Linked DNA regions of Mus musculus: region 2 is linked to region 1. The links are chromatin contacts, called in public Hi-C maps. All regions are on one chromosome and are shown on one strand. Each heading gives the region's core, a stretch centred on a gene start, on an enhancer-like site or on the middle of the called end of the contact. The rest is flanking DNA. Distances are from core to core; before and after follow the strand shown. Region 1 overlaps Csmd1 (CUB and Sushi multiple domains 1). Region 2 holds the start of Csmd1 (CUB and Sushi multiple domains 1).

Region 1 (7,447 bases), core at 1,106-3,605:
CTTCTAGATCCATGAATGATTTGCCAGCAGTTACCCCATTAGAGCATAACATACCCAGCAATCACCAAAAACCCTGTAAGCTACACCTATGAATTATACTTTCACCCCCTGGTAGGATTTGTTTACAGTCATTGCTGTCAAAAACTGCCAAAATAAGTCACCTGAATATAGTTGTTAAGACAAGTCACCCATAAGAAGTAATTTGTTCCAAATTGCAAATGAGATACTTGAGATGGTGGATGGTGTCTGAGGCGTGAGAGCCTGAAATGAAAGATTGCCTGCAAGAGAAGGGAGGGGCATGAGCTGCATCTAAGGAGCAGCTTGAACATGCATGCTTGTCTTGAGTGTCAGCCACCAGCCAGGAGCAGAGATGAGGTGGAATTGTGAAGTATGTCGGGAAAGAGTGAGGCCTGGGGAGCCACAGTGCAAGGAAAACTCCTGTCGATAGAGCGTGGAAACAGATGAGAAGCTGTAAGAAATGATATTCAAGGCCCTCCCCTGGCTTCTGTGAGACTATTTAGAAGTGTCTCTTAGTTCATCTTAGTAACAAATAAAGGATCTCATGGACTGTGGGAAGCCACATGTGCCATTGCAGGGTGGCACTGGCTTCCACTGGCCACCACACATACATAGGCAGTAAAGATTTTTTTTGCCAAGATGAGGTTTTGAGAACTAACCAAAATTAACCAATCAGATGAGAGAGAAGTTAACCAATCAGATGTAGGCATGCAAATGAGGTGGTAAGCATAACCCAAGCACAACCAATCCGGGTGTGAGACACGCCTCTCCTAGGCCTATATAAGCAGCACCAGTTCTGGGTTTGGGGTCACTTCGCCTCTGCAATCAAGCTCTCCCAATAAACATGTGCAGAAGGATCCTGTTGCAGCGTCATTCTTGCTGGCCAGTCGGGTACGCGCAAGAATGGACTGCAGAATGAAAAAACAAAACAACCCCCCCCACACACACAAAACAAACCAAGAAACAATGAACAAATGAACTATACAACCAGTAACTATGATATCCTGAATTTCTACACTTGCAGTCCCTGTGAGTCCTGCTGAGGTTCAGTAGAGGCTTTGATCTGTGCCATTAGAAGCCCCTCCTCCAAACCCGACTGCTTGACATGTAGCATGTATTTGACAAGGAACCCAAGTCATTGAGATATTCACCAACAGTCACCATGAAGCTCTAACCACAGCCTCGGGGCCTGGTTCTTTTTATGCATGCTATGTCCATAGTCTACTGCTCACTCTCCTGATTTCTAGTCTCTCATTATCTAGAATGTTCTCCAGCCATGCCTGTGGTTTCTGTCACTATGTAACAGCTCTAAGAGCATAGAGCTTACAACTGTGTCTCTGAACCTTGTTCATAGCAGAGCCAGCACTGGTTTCTAGGTTATATCACATGTTCAATAAACATATTTAATCATAATTCTGAATGAAGGAGGGATTAGCATTCTGCTTACTTCTGTTTGGTTCGTGATCAGGAAATCTGGTTTTGAGATCACTAGTGTCATGCTCCAGATTTCTTGAATACATATTTAGTCTGTTTTTCTCCTCTAATGTACACAGCTTTGCACTTATCTACCAGCTTTATACAGTAAGGTGGTTCAAAGTCCCTATTCTGTTTCTGCCTCTACTAATGATATCCTTAAGGAAAAATTAAGTTTAGCTAACTAAAAAATTTAGTTAGCACTACCTATTGAATTCTTTCCTGACCTTCCCACACAGCAGACATTTCTCCCACAGAGCTAGCAGTCCTCACAGGAACTCTGTATAGCCTCTCACAAACATAGACAAACCACTGCTCTCATACCTACTTTAATTTTGTGAACTAGGTCTGTCATTACAGGACAGTGCTTGCTCCTGACAGTGGAGTCCATATTGTTTCTATTTCTGTCTCTTCCCTCTCGTTCACAAAGTTTCCCGCTGAATGCTCACCTGGCTGCCCAGCTCTCTATCACTTACAAGGTGGGAGTCAGGATTTAGAAAACAGGTACAGATGCAGCCACAGTGGGAAGCAGACACAGGAAAGGAGGGAAGGAGAGGCAGAGGTCCTCCAACCATGTTAGGGTAGTGTCACCAACAGAAAAACCACATGGGCTATGGCAGGGAGGATGACATGTAGGGGGTCAGGAAAGGGGACATTTTGGACAACAATGAAAAGAGGAATGACTGTACTGCACGTCTCCCTGATGGGCACAGTTCCCAGGTGCTTTACATATGCTTTGGAGGTTGAGATGCTAAGTAAAGAAATGGGTGTTGATGAAATCATTTACTAAGATAGGGATGTGGGAGGGAAAATCGTACAAGGCACAATTATGTAAAACAGCCCGAACATAGCTGCAGAGAAACTTCTGTTGCCATTGCTTTTTCTGCCCCACCCTGGTGAGGAGATCTCTGTCATCCTGTTCTCTCTACTTCTCTCTCCCTACGCCTCTGTCTTCCTTTGCCTATACCTCCCTCATGTTGAGTCTCTGCATGGTTCATATAGACTGTTCTGTGATGGAGTCTATTGCCAGCAATGCATATGGATTAGCTGTATTATGGGAAGGCTGGGTAATTAGCTGTGTCCATCTTCCAGACACTGCGAGACTCAACCCTGACAGAAGACTTCAGGAACAGCTTGCGTTGTGTTCACAATGGTGGCTCTTATGAAAAACGTGATCAGTGCAAACTGAGAAGCACTCCGAATGTGTGCATGAGTCTTTTAAAGATGTACAAAGTCTTATGAAGAGACAGAATTGTTTAAGCGGAACGAAAGGTGGGAGAGATTTAAAGTCAGTCAGATGCTTGCTTAGTAGAGGCATTTCCTCTCCCTGACAACACATTCCTGAACGAATGTCCTTTTAATAATTATAATCCTCCGACAACAAAACATGCTTTCTTAATTGACTTTAGATAATGAGGGAATCACATGCTTATATGTGCCTGGTCTACATTTCAAATCTTTGCAAACTTACAAATGATTTTCCTCAGCTTGCAGCATTGCTTTATTTTCTTCTTTGAAAGACTCCTGTAGCCAGGAATAGTGGCACAAATTTGTCACCCCGAGGACACAGAAATGACCATGTGCTTAATTTAAGGTCATCTTCAGCTACATAGTTTTTGTTGAAGGCTAGCCTTGGCTACATGAGGCATTGTCTCAAGTACAGGAATGAAAATAAAAGAGAAAAACCTGGAAAATTCAATGTGCTTCAGACTAGGCTTCTAGGATTCTTATTTCAGTAAACAATATAAGCTACTCCATGAACACAATCCACTGACTAGCAGCCTTGCTCAGCTCAGGGTCAGGAGGGATTTGGAGTATGTGCACAGGTGCAAGCTTACTAGCTAAATTAGAAAACGAAAGGGGTAAAGTGGAAGGAACTCCCAACCAACACTGTCCAGGGATCGGCTTCCACGTTCCACCTTTCTCTGTCAATGAGAACATCAGAGACCCTTCAATGAGTTCATCAGAATGCCATTCATAACGTACTTCTGAAGTGAGACTGATAAAGAATGAGCTTCTTCAAAGTCAAGGAACAAATGTGACCTGTTATGTTTAGAACGGCAACAGTGCGTGTGGGTAGAAGAACCCAGCCTAGAAGAAGCTGGAATGTCAGATATCATAAATGGTCAGCACTTACGTGATTACAATGCTATGAATAGAACTATCTGCAGGCCTGAACATGTTATGTGTGTGATTTAGTGGGCATAATTGCATATGCATATTGCACGCAGTGTGATAATACAGTACGTAAATACAATGTAAGGGCAGTGATCAGAATAAGGTAATTAACATGTCAATCATCAAACGTTCTCTTATCATTCTTTGGATGATAGGATACAAAATGGGGCTTATTAGCTATTTTGAAATACACAAGGAATTATAATCAGACTTATTTACACCACTTTCCTATTACATCTCAGCTGGTTTTCTTTTTGGCCCGGTGTACACATTAGCAGTTAACTATCCTCCTCTCCTATGGCCTCCTGGCTTCCAGATCTGACCATTCTCTCACCTTTTATGAAATCAACACTTCTATGTTACAGATGCATTAGAGCATGGTTCGTTTGTATTTTTGCATCTGGTGTATTTAACCAAACATGACATAAGGCCAGTTTTATCCATTTTACTGCAGACAATAGGACCCTTTCTCAGAGCTGAATAATATCTCATTATATAGATATATCACATTTTCTATATGCATTCTTTCAAGGACAGAAACTGTGGCAGCTGATAATAGTGCTTCTGTAAATGTGGGTATATGCACGTCCTCCAACGTATTGACATTCTTTGTTTTGCATACCTTCCCAGCAGTGATCTTATAGCATTTCATCATAGTGCTGTTATAGCATTCCATGGTAGTTCTGCCTCTAATTTTAGGGGTGACATTCACATAGCTTTCTCTCATGGCACAGTGATTTGTATTCCAAGCAGAGTATAGCACGGGTCCCCTTTCACTCTTGGTGTTTGCTGAATCTAGTCACTGCTCATATCCATTCTTACTATGATAGTGTGAGCACCAATGTGTTTTGTGTCAACTGACACGTCCTTGATGGTTAGTAATCCGCCACTTCCCAATCAGTTCTCTTTGAAAACTAGTCCTTCCTTTGGAGATATCTTCTTAGAAGTCTGAGTGCCTTAAAAATGGCTGATATTCCTAAGAAGTACTTATTCTTCTGATAATTAGTTAATGGGAAATATTTCTAAAGTGGCTTTTCTCACCTAGATAAGGGGATGCAGAGTGACTGAAAGCAGAAGAGAACCCTGATAGGGTATCTTTGATGCATTCTTGTTTGGCCCTTGAAAGAGAACAATCCTTGTGTCTGTTGATTTGATGGTTAATATTATATATAACTATGCCTGAAAAGCTATATCTACCATCCAGTGCCAAGCCTTTCCTCTGGGCACTTTAATAAAAATAAAAAGGAATATGTGACTAAAAATTGACAAGGAGTCACATCCTCAATGTCACGGCTGACTGTGAAGTGTCTTCTTGCCAGAGACAATAGTATTTGGTAGGTGTTGAGGGCTTTAGAAAATGTGAACCATCTGGATGGAGATTAATGGACTATACTCTAGAAAGGCAGACACTGGCTCAGGCCCCTGCTTAGTCCACTTGCTGCTGCCTACCTGCCATAATGTCAAGCTACCTTGCTCCATGACAATTGCCTCCCATGATACAATGTTCTACCTCGGTCCCAGAAATGACAGAGCCAAGGGATCATGATTTTGAAACCCTTGACAATCTAGGTCAAGCTATGTCTTTCTGCTTTTGAATTGTTTTACAGGTACTATGTGACTGAGATACAAGCATGGCACATGTTGAGGTGACAGGATGGCAGAGAATGGCAGGTGCAGACAGAGTGCATAGGGAGGGTGAGAGTCCCTAGCATGATTCACCTAAGGAGTGTGGGGTGTTAGGTATCCTCCCAGAACAGAGCTATGTGTCTAGTTTGTAATTTTATAGTCTTCCCCCTACAGGGACTTTTTCATAGTATATTGTTTTCCTGTTCTAGTTTTCTTTGTAATATCAGCAGAGAATTGTTTTCATGTCCATGACTGAGGAATTGAGGAATAAACTGATTATTGTTAGCTTATATTTTTTATCTTTACATTGGAATCTTAGAAACATAGGATTATTTTTCCTGTGATTTACATGACTTCCTTTAATTTCTTGACTCATGAAATCACATATAACCTCTAAACCAGATTTCTGAATCTTAAAATGGAAGACTCGGTTTTGATGCCCTTTACAATAAGAGCATTTTCTCACACAAGAGATCACGGGAGATAGTAAAAGCCAGACGTCCTGATACAGTAATCCTGCCTCCTTCAAGTGAGCTTAGACAAGTCTGAGGCATCATGGGAGAATGGATGATTTTCTGTTGGCAGAGTCTTGACTTTCAGTTGTTATCCTGTTTACTTGTCTCAGAGCAAAGGATTTGGATCCGCACCTCTCCAAGGCAAGTTTGGATTTTAGATTTACAGGTTGCACCTCCTGTCTCTATGTACTGTATTCCTATTCATCCCTCTAGGTCCAGATCAAACACTGTCAATGTGGGATTCCTTTTTCAAGTCATTCAAGGAGGTCACAAGGTTCTTTTCTTTCCTCTATGTGTGTATTCCTATGTTATATGTGTATATGCATATGTGTACTTACTCATGCATGTCTGCACAGGCAGGACATGAAGTTGACGTTCTATTTATTCCTTCATCCCTATCCACATTGTATGTGAGCCAGAGTCTTTTACAAAACTCAACTTCCTGGTCAGTGAACTGCAGATATTTGCCTATGTCTTCCCCCACTAGTGTAACAGTTTCTTCATGTAGGTTAATACACAGCCACTGTGCTGGTAAGATTCATGCCAACTTGACACAAGCTCCTTAGGAAGAGGAAACCTCATTTGAGAAAATGCCCCTACCAAATTGGCCTTGTGTGTGAGCAAGCCCCTGTTGCATTTTCTTGATTGATGATTGATGGAAGAGATAACAGCTAACTGTATACAATGCCAACCCTGGAAAGGGGGTCCTGGGTACTATAAGAAAACAGGATTGCTTAGTCCTGCAGTGACTTGAGGTGGCAAGATGGGCTGGTTCCTTCTCAGAGGTTAAAAAGAGGGGGGGTAGGAGAGGACCAGTGTGAGATGGAGGTACTGGGAGGACCGTGGGAGGCTGTGGTAAAATGAACAGATAAACAAATTAATGGAGAAAAATTCAAACTGAAAAGAAGAAAGAAACCAGAGTGAGCAAGCCTTGAGGAAAAAAAAAAAAAAGCCAGTAAACAGTTCTCCTCCATGGCTTCTGCTTCAATTACTACCTCCAAATTCCTTCTTGAGTTCCTGCCCTGACTTCAGTTAGTGATGGACTCTATCAGATTAAATAAGCCTTTTCCTCCCCAAGTTTCTGTTGGTCAGGATGTTTTTATCCCAGTAATAGAAACCCAAAAAAGGACAGCTCTTTGTGTGAGTGTTAGGAATCTGAACTCAGGTCTCCCTGCATACACAGCAGGTTCTTTATCTACTGAGTCATTTCCTCCCCCCCAGAATTTTTCTTACCTCTTAATTTTTATGTCATTTTACATATATCACTATACCTGTAATTATCACGTGCTGCCTGGAACTTTGTGTGCTTCAAATCCAACTTGTATCAGAGATGCAATGGGGATATTAAGCTTCATCTCAACTGGGCATGCTTTTAATCTCCCCAGTAGGAGGCAGAGGCAGGTAGATCTCTGAGATTTCAAGCCTACACTGGTCTATGTAATGAGTTTCAGGAAATCCAGGGCTATAAAGTGAGATCCTGTGTCAAGAAACAAACAAAAGAAATGGAAACATTATGTCCATGAGCCTACTTGTGTGGAAAAATCAAGATCTAATATCAAATAGGAATCCATAGTTTATTAATTCTTTGTGTCTTAAATTATTCTATTTTAGTTGATTAATTTATTTTTCTTCATATA
Region 2 (7,823 bases), core at 2,065-4,564, 480 kb before region 1:
GTCACATTATGCTCTCCCCTTAGGGAGGTGGCAGGGCAGAGAAGAATCTTGCCATCAACTGTATATGTCCTAAGGTCTTTTGTGGGGGAGAGGGATTTATATGGGTACAAACATCCAAGTAGAGTTCACCTTCTGGCTTTTGAAGGAGGTGCCTTCCTATAGGTAGCCAGATTTCTTAAAGAAAGAAGTCCCCTCCAACTCTTTCATGATCGTCCATCTATTTCAAATACAGGATTAAGGAAGCCAAACAAAGTCATATTTAGCCATCCTAGCAACAAGCTGTATTCTCTAAGATTTTCATACCCGTACAGCTCTTCAGCTAATTAGTATTCTCATTTGTACATTGTGAAAAGCAATCTATATTTATCTCAAGCATCATGTTTCTGTCCTCTCCTTAGGTGATTCCATCTCACAGGGGCTTTTCATCTCTTGAACGTTTAGGTTGTCATCCTTCATGTGGATGATGCTGGGCCCTCAGGGACATCGCCATCTTTTCAGCACAGCAGGGGCCTCTCTGCTCTTTCTCTTTGAACTCCTCCGGGCCAGTCTGGATACCAACCATGTTTCTAGAGTAGCTTATCCAGGTTGTGGAGGCCGAAGAGTGCTCTGCAGAGACTGAGAAAGATGTCCACACCCATGCAGTGGCACAAACCTTCCAGTCACTGCAAAGAGGCCCCGCAGCATTTCTAGGGGTGAAATCTCACTGTCCCTCACTGAGATTACCTTGTAACAATTCTAAATTAGGGCCTTCTCAGATCTGAGGGAAATTACGCCCTCATATCAAATCAGAGACCCAAAGAGGGGAGACCCTCTAGGATGCTATCAATGTTCTTTGTCTATGGCATAGGGATATGAAGGTATACTCGGCAAAATCTTCCAAGAAGGTAGGTGACCGGAGTGGAAGATGAAAAAGAGATGGGATTATGGCTTTCCTAAAAGAAAAGCAGAGCACTAGATGGCAGCAGAGCCCCATGGTTTCCTTCTGGGCTGTGAAGTGCCTGAGATCCTAGGTGGGGGAGATTCCCAATATTATCACATTCCTCCAAAATGAGCTATTCTTCCTGGACAGTCTTATGCCTTGGGCTCACAATCAAGTTGCAATCTGACAAGGTCGTTCTAACTTCCAGACTCAGGATCTTTCTTCCTTTCTAATCTGAAACAAAGTGATTGTCATTTTTTTGACTGTTGTTGCTCTACAATTTTACTCAAATAGATAATTTGCAACAAAAGCATCCCCCCAAAAAGTGTTTTAATTATTGTTGTTTTGAGACAAGGCCTCCCTGTGTAGCTCTGGCTAGCCTGAAACTCTCTTCCTAGACCAGGCTGGGCTTGAACTTGAGGTGATGGCCCCGTCTGTCTCCTGAGTGCTGTCTCTACCGGTCTGTATCACCCTGGATCTGAAAGAAAAAGGGTCTTTAAGCCTGTGGCCATGAAGGAGCCACTCAATCTTGAGTTGTCAAAGTGCCACCATTCTGTGCAAAGCAAAGGTGTTTGACATCTCAGGTGACACTGAACATTCTTGATTCGGACCCTAATAACATGGCTCCATCTGGGAGCCCCCCCCCACACCCCCCCTCCCCCCGACAAAGAAGTGAGATTTGGAAATGGTTTTTAATGGCAGAAATCCTTCTTGGTGACATGAGTCATTAGGAGTGGCATTCAGAAGACAGGACACCGTTTCTCATGGAGGTCTTCAGCTATGCTGCTTCTGTAGATCAATGGGTCCTAAGGAGGAGCAGCGGATGAGCTATCGGATCTCCTAATAGGTCTTGTTGTTGTTGTTCACTTGCTGGAGTGTAAATAACACCTGGGGGAATGACTTAAAATCACACTGTAGGTGACCCCTTCCACTCCCTGTCACACTGAAGCACACAGGGCATCATTCTCAATCCATTGCTTTAGAGAGATAGCCTGGAATTTTCTCCCCTAGGGATAAGGGAAGAGCAATGGGAGGATACTTTCAAACAAACAAAACAAAAAAACTTCAGATCAGTTCCAAGAGAGCCTGGGGGAAACCTGCAGGAGAACAGAGCCCAGGGTTTTTTTTTTTTTTTTTTTTTTCTGGGGAGCTCCAATCTCCAGGAGAAGGATTCTAGGCTGGATAAAGTCTCTGGTTACTCTTGGAAGGTAAGGTACAGCCGGTGACTCTACATTTTTGGAGTCACTCTCATGCCCTCACGTCATCCGTGGGCTTCAGGGAGCAAGAAAGCTCTAGAACACTAAACTTGAGTGGCACACCGTGACTCTGCCCCTAACAGTGGGCACAATGCTGGTGCGATGATGTGGCCATCAGCCTGCCTCCACACACCATCCTCATTCCTTGGTGTGAACAACTCACAGTCAGCATGGGATGAATGTTCCCATGCTGGGGGCCTGAGATGTCCATCCCTGGCCCCTTCCATCCTATCCTCTAGAACTCCCGAATCCTTTCTAAGAATGGAGCATCTGTGAACTCTAGCCTTCACCTGGTTTGGATTTTTTCAATTAACCTACAGCCTTTTTCTAGTAGTTTACTCTGTGTGCACTCACTGGCTGCAGTAGACCTGCTTTTAGGAACTTCCTTCTGATCCCTCTTGCAGGAATGCTGGATGTGATGCTGGGGTTCACTACACTTTTGTCAATTCTCCTGCTCTCACAACCAGAACAGGGTGGCAGCCCAGTTGGGTTGTTTAGATTCATTTTGTTTCCCACATAGAGCTGGGCTTGCAATGAGGGTAACACTAACAGGACTAAACAGGAGCAGAACAGGAACCTGTCAGAGGCTCATCATAGTTGCAGACAGTCACCTTTTCAAAGGTAATTTATAATTTCTTTTAAAAGCACCATTTTGCTCCCAGTTTCAGTCACAGCTGGGCCCATTCTCTTCCCCCACCTGCATTTCTTTCCTAACTTAGGCAGAGGTCTTCTTCTGGTCAGTAGAGAAAGAGAAGGATGGAGGCTGGCCTCTGCCTGCCCCCACAGAGCCCTCGGGCTCGCTCGCGTGGCCAATTGTATGGTTTTTCCCCGGTGCGCAGCGTGGGCTTCTCCCACTTGAGCGCCCAACAAGTCTCCGTGCTCCAGCCTGCGCGCAGCCGCGCCAGAGACTGAACGCTGCGCTGCCTGCGGGAGCACTAGCAGGGGCCTGAAAGCCCGAGGCCAGGCTGAGTCCCGGACTGCGCGGTGCCAGCCTCCTTCCCCTCTCGGTGGGTAGGATGGTTGAGTCCAGCCACCACGGCAGCGGCTCCTTGCGCCTCTAGCAGCCTGTCTTCGGCGCTCGCTCCCCGCCTTCCTCCCGCTCCAGCCCTGCTCCCCCCTCCCCCCGCGCCCCTCCCGCACCTCCCACTCGCTGGCTCTCTCTCCAGCTGCCTCCGCTCCAGGTTGCTCCCGGTTGCGCGCGCTCCTCTCCCGCCTCGCCCCCTCCCGCAGCCTCGCCGCCTTGGTGCCTTCCTGCCCGGCTCGGCCGGCGCTCGTCCCCGGCCCCGGCAGCCCCGGGGCTGCGCTCGCTCAGAGCATCTTCAGCCCCGCAGTGGCTCGGACCCGATGCTACGGGAGCGGAGCGAGCCGGGCGCGCAGAGCTGCGGGAGGCGTCAGATGCGCGGCCGGGCTGGGGACCCGGAGCTCTTGCCAGCTCGCCTTGCCCTTTGGTGATTACCGGACTCTGTTTAGAGCCCGGTTGTTCCTCGGAGGAGACCGGCGCATCCGAGAGGAGCCATCCGTGTCGTGTGCGTGTGGAATATCTGCAGACATGACTGCGTGGAGGAAATTCAAGTCGCTGCTCCTGCCTCTGGTGCTGGCGGTTCTGTGCGCGGGGCTCCTCACTGCAGCTAAGGGTAAGACAGGCTAGCTCGGTACCGGGGAGACGGCCGAACCCTCGGAGGCCCGGTTTGCGAACGCGAGTGTCTGATCTGAGGATTGTAAGGGACCAAGCGGCAGGCACCGACCGGGTGGCTGTCCACCAGCGACGCTAGGGAACGCAGCGCCCGATACCGAGCTTCCATCGCGTTCTTCCCACCCCTCATCTGCCCCCGCCCCACCCCCGCCCTTCCTTCCCCCTCACTTGGGCTTAAACGACATTTCTCTCTGTGCTGTGTACTGTGGGTTGTCAAGGAGAAGAGAGCCCGACACGAGTTGGGCAGAGAACTGCGCCTTGGCTCCTGGCGCTTGGTGGGCTTGGCGGGTCGCAGGCTGGGGTAGTTCCCACGACTTCTCCCCGGACCCAGCGCACCTGGGAAACATACTGGGCACCGTCAGCCTGGCAAGTTCAAGCTCGCCGGGCTCCTGTGCCATCAGAGAGAGCTCCTAGCTGAGTGGTGTTCCCATAGCCTTACACCTCCTCTCACCCCATTCCTATGCTTCCCCTCCAAGGTACTCAAACTAGCTGTCTCTGGGATGTCGCCTCCTCTTTCCTTCCCTGGACTTTGCTTTTTTGCAAGTTGTGATATCTGGCAAGGTGGGTGAAGCCAGTGGGGAGTTCTGGTCAGGTTTCCCTAGCAGATCAATTCTCTGTGGGTGCAGAGGCAACCCCTGTCAAAGTCTGATCAACCAAAGGAAAGGGCTATTTCTGTATGGTTCCTGGGGCTTTTTTGTCTCAGAGAATTTGGCTTTCTCCTTGAAAGGAGTTAGGGGATGTTTTCTCCTAAGTCTCTACAAGCTGCAACCTTCGGGCTGGTAACAGCTCCTGTGCGCTAGGTTTAGTCTATGGGAAGGAGGAGGAAAGAGAGGAGGAAGGGGGGAGAAGGAGAGAGAGAGAGAGGGAGAGAGAGAGAGAGAGAGAGAGAGAGAGAGAGAGAGAGAGAGAGAGAGAGAGAGAGAGAGGATTGATTTCACATTGGCAAGTACCTGCTCCCATTTCTTCACTCTCTCATATGCTCCTGGTGCTACTGGGTGTCAGGTTCCCAGTTTCCTTCCTCACACTACTGGGCAAATCTGTATCTGTATCTTTATAGACAGACTGCTTTTCTTTTTAAAGGATGGAACCAAGTCTTACGACTTTTTCCCCCCTTTTGAATCATTTGTCCCCTCTTTTCCTCAGAAGAAATTTCCCTTTCCTCTCTAAGACTACCCCAGCTGCTATTCCCCTAGTGGTTCAAATTCAAGGGTGATTAAGAAGCCACAGAGGACTCTGTGATCTCCATCCAACTCCACACCGGCCTGGAGAGAGCAGAGGATTGCCTGAGGGCTCCAGGTGGGGGAAAATTCGGCCTTCTGATGCTGGCCCCTCTGCTTAGCATCCTTCTCACAATAACTATCCGTGGGATGTGTCCCAATAGCTCACCTAGAAATAGGTGGGTCCTGCTTAACTAGAAAGATGGGATTGCTTGATTTTTGGGGAGCTTCCCACAGATGTCTACCCTCTGACTACATGTCCCCCTCCCCCCATCTAGCCTGGGCCTCCACCTGAGGAGGCTCCACGGGTCAAGCACCAAGCAGGGTTAGGTTGGCAGAGGGCTCTGGTCTGGGCACGCTGGGAAATGAGAGGCAAAACATGAAAAGTCTGTGCCCCCCAAACCAGGTACTGATGTCAATGTTGGAAGTGGAAAAGATTCAGGATACAGAACCAGGCTTTGTCCAGACCAACCCTTGCTGAAATGGTATTCTTGTCATGCAACTATGCCAAACTTCTTACCCTTTCCTGCACTCTGAGATGATCTAAGGCAAAGCTTCCTCCTTCCTTAAACCTGCAGCTCACCCTTGGAGCGCACTCTGGGTTTCCTTGGAGTTCTGAGCAGTCCTAGCTCCCTCCCCCCGCAATTAACAGAGGTTGCTGCGTGGACCCCACAGCCTCTCGCCCGGCTGCTTAATAATCCCTACACGTGTGCGGGCTGATTCCGCCCCCACGAGGGTGGTCTGCCGCTCTGGGGGAGGGGAAGCTGGGGCCGGGCGTGGAGGGATAGGTCCTGGACAGAGGCTGCACTGGCCTGGTTAAGGGATTCCAGGTTAGGTGCATAGAGTCCTGGGCCTGGACTCAAAGCCCCAGGGAACTGAGTGCCTCCTGCGCACCAGGAATCCCGGTTGAGACCATGGACGCCAAAGTGAAGCCAAGGCGCTGCCAGCCCCTGCTTGCTTGGCACTGGGATCTTACGCGAGAGCGCGCGCGCGCGCGCACCCCCGTGCTCAAAGTGACTGGGACTCTGGTCTCCAAGAACGTTTGCATTATTGTCTGACACACGGAGCAGGGGGTGCATGCTCCTTCATTAACCCCCTCGGGATCCGAGCTGCATCCCCTACCACTCACGAAGTCAGGCGCAAGCCCTGTGGCTGTGCAGGCTGGCAGGAGGCTGGTGACGCCAGCAAGAGAGTAGCCAACAGTGTGCTGACTGGCAGCTGGGGCAGGGTCGCAGTTTCCCTTAGAAAGCCAAAGCCACTGGGCCAAGGTCGGGCCTCTGCCAGGGGTGTCACCTCTGGGCTCCAAGGCTTGGCCAGAGGGTCCGAGGGCACCCTGGCGCCTGCGCAGAATAGGGTCCTCCTCCAAGGAGCGCACAGGAGGAGGGAGCTGGGCCACTGCCACTCTCAGCTGTGCTGCCTGCACTCAGGTGGCAAGGGCTCCGAGGTAAAAACAGGTTGACTTTTTAATGCCTGGGACATCTTTCATGACCTGTTTGCAGTGTCTGAGAGACTGGAGGCACTGCCGTAGAGGTGGTTGGAACCCATAACCTTCAGTGCCCAAGCATTAGTTGGGGAAACCAGGAATTTATTTATTTATTTATTTATTTATTTATCTATTTATTTATTTATTATTGTTGGTGTTGTTTTTGATGATGATGATGATTAATGAGATGACAAGGATGGGTTCCCAAGTTTAAATCTCTTTGTGAAAGCACATTATTCAGAAAGCAGAGGAAAATGAAGATCTTTAAGCTTTTTCACTTGGTAAATAGATGGAATAATTCATACAAGAAAGCTTGCTTAAATCTGTGCCCCCGATGCGGAATTGAATTATCTCTATAGGCCTTTTGAGCAAAGTTTGTTTCTCAGTAGGTTCTTGGGTTATTGGTTGTCTGGCTGTGAAAAGAAGCTAGCCTTTAGGCTTGGCTTGGAACTCCAGCTGAAAGTATTCTCACCTAGTGCTGGAAGGAGCCTTGCCTGAGGAAGTTTGAGAATGAAGGCAAAGGTTTGTGCAGGTGGATCTTTAGGTTGTCTATCTCCTCAGTAAAGAGATTTAAAACACAAGACATCGAATTCCCACAGAAACCATATTCAGAACTCAAAGGCCAGAGAGGAATGTATGCCTAAGTCTTTTAATGCCTCTAGATGCTTACCCCTTTGAAAATTCATAGTACGAAAGGACTATAAGACTTTTAATTTGCAGGTTCTTTATTTTATTTTATTTATTTATTTTTTAAGAGTAGGGCCACTCTAATTTGATGAAGCCAGCAACCGGTGGAAATAAGTGTGCTCACCCTGCCCCCAAATCCACCATGCATCAGAATGATGGAGGACTGTTAACTCTGTTTTCAAGTTGTCCTCATCAAATCTCTTCCCCCTTGCATTGCCAAAGACAGTACTGTATTTTTAAACTCAGATCTGGTCAGCCAAAAGCTTCCTACTACTTCTGGTGTAGCCATTTAGTTACTAGTGTGGGACTTTTAAGACAATGAACAAGCAAAGCAAATCCTGGGGTTAGAAACATTGGTTAGGAGCCAGGAACACGGGCCATTCTTCCAGAGGACTGGAGTTCGATTCTCAGCACCTATATCAGGCAGCTCACATCCACCTTTCCTTCAACTCAAGGGGATCTTACACCCCCCTTTGGCCCACTCATGGGCTACATCTGCACATAAATAACTAAATGCATGTATTTTTTTTACAAAAAATAATAAGGGAGAATATTTCTCATGATATCA

Evidence for each region. A called contact is a pair of places that touch in the nucleus more often than the background predicts.
Region 2: a contact with region 1 is called in a Hi-C map of cortical neurons, with 2.3 times the contacts expected there. The contact joins the promoter of Csmd1 here to the enhancer-like site in region 1. A contact is called at or near these places in 1 of 39 promoter capture datasets (hippocampal neurons) and 3 of 484 Hi-C or Micro-C datasets (cerebral cortex, cortical neurons and forebrain).

Annotation. Positions count from the first base shown.
Region 1 is chr8:17,048,764-17,056,210 of GRCm38.p6, reverse strand. The region is part of intron 2 of Csmd1 (CUB and Sushi multiple domains 1); the gene reads left to right. Among named protein-coding and RNA genes, the nearest start is that of Gm39136, 230 kb to the left of the region's middle. Within about 2 kb of position 2,355, at least 13 of the 459 cell types and tissues checked have an H3K27ac peak or open chromatin away from gene starts, as enhancers often do. A contact at or near this core is called in cortical neurons and hippocampal neurons, where this site is marked.
Region 2 is chr8:17,530,876-17,538,698 of GRCm38.p6, reverse strand. It overlaps Csmd1 (CUB and Sushi multiple domains 1), which reads left to right and starts at 3,314. Exons shown (of 70, transcript NM_053171.2): 1 at 3,314-3,809. The coding sequence starts at 3,725.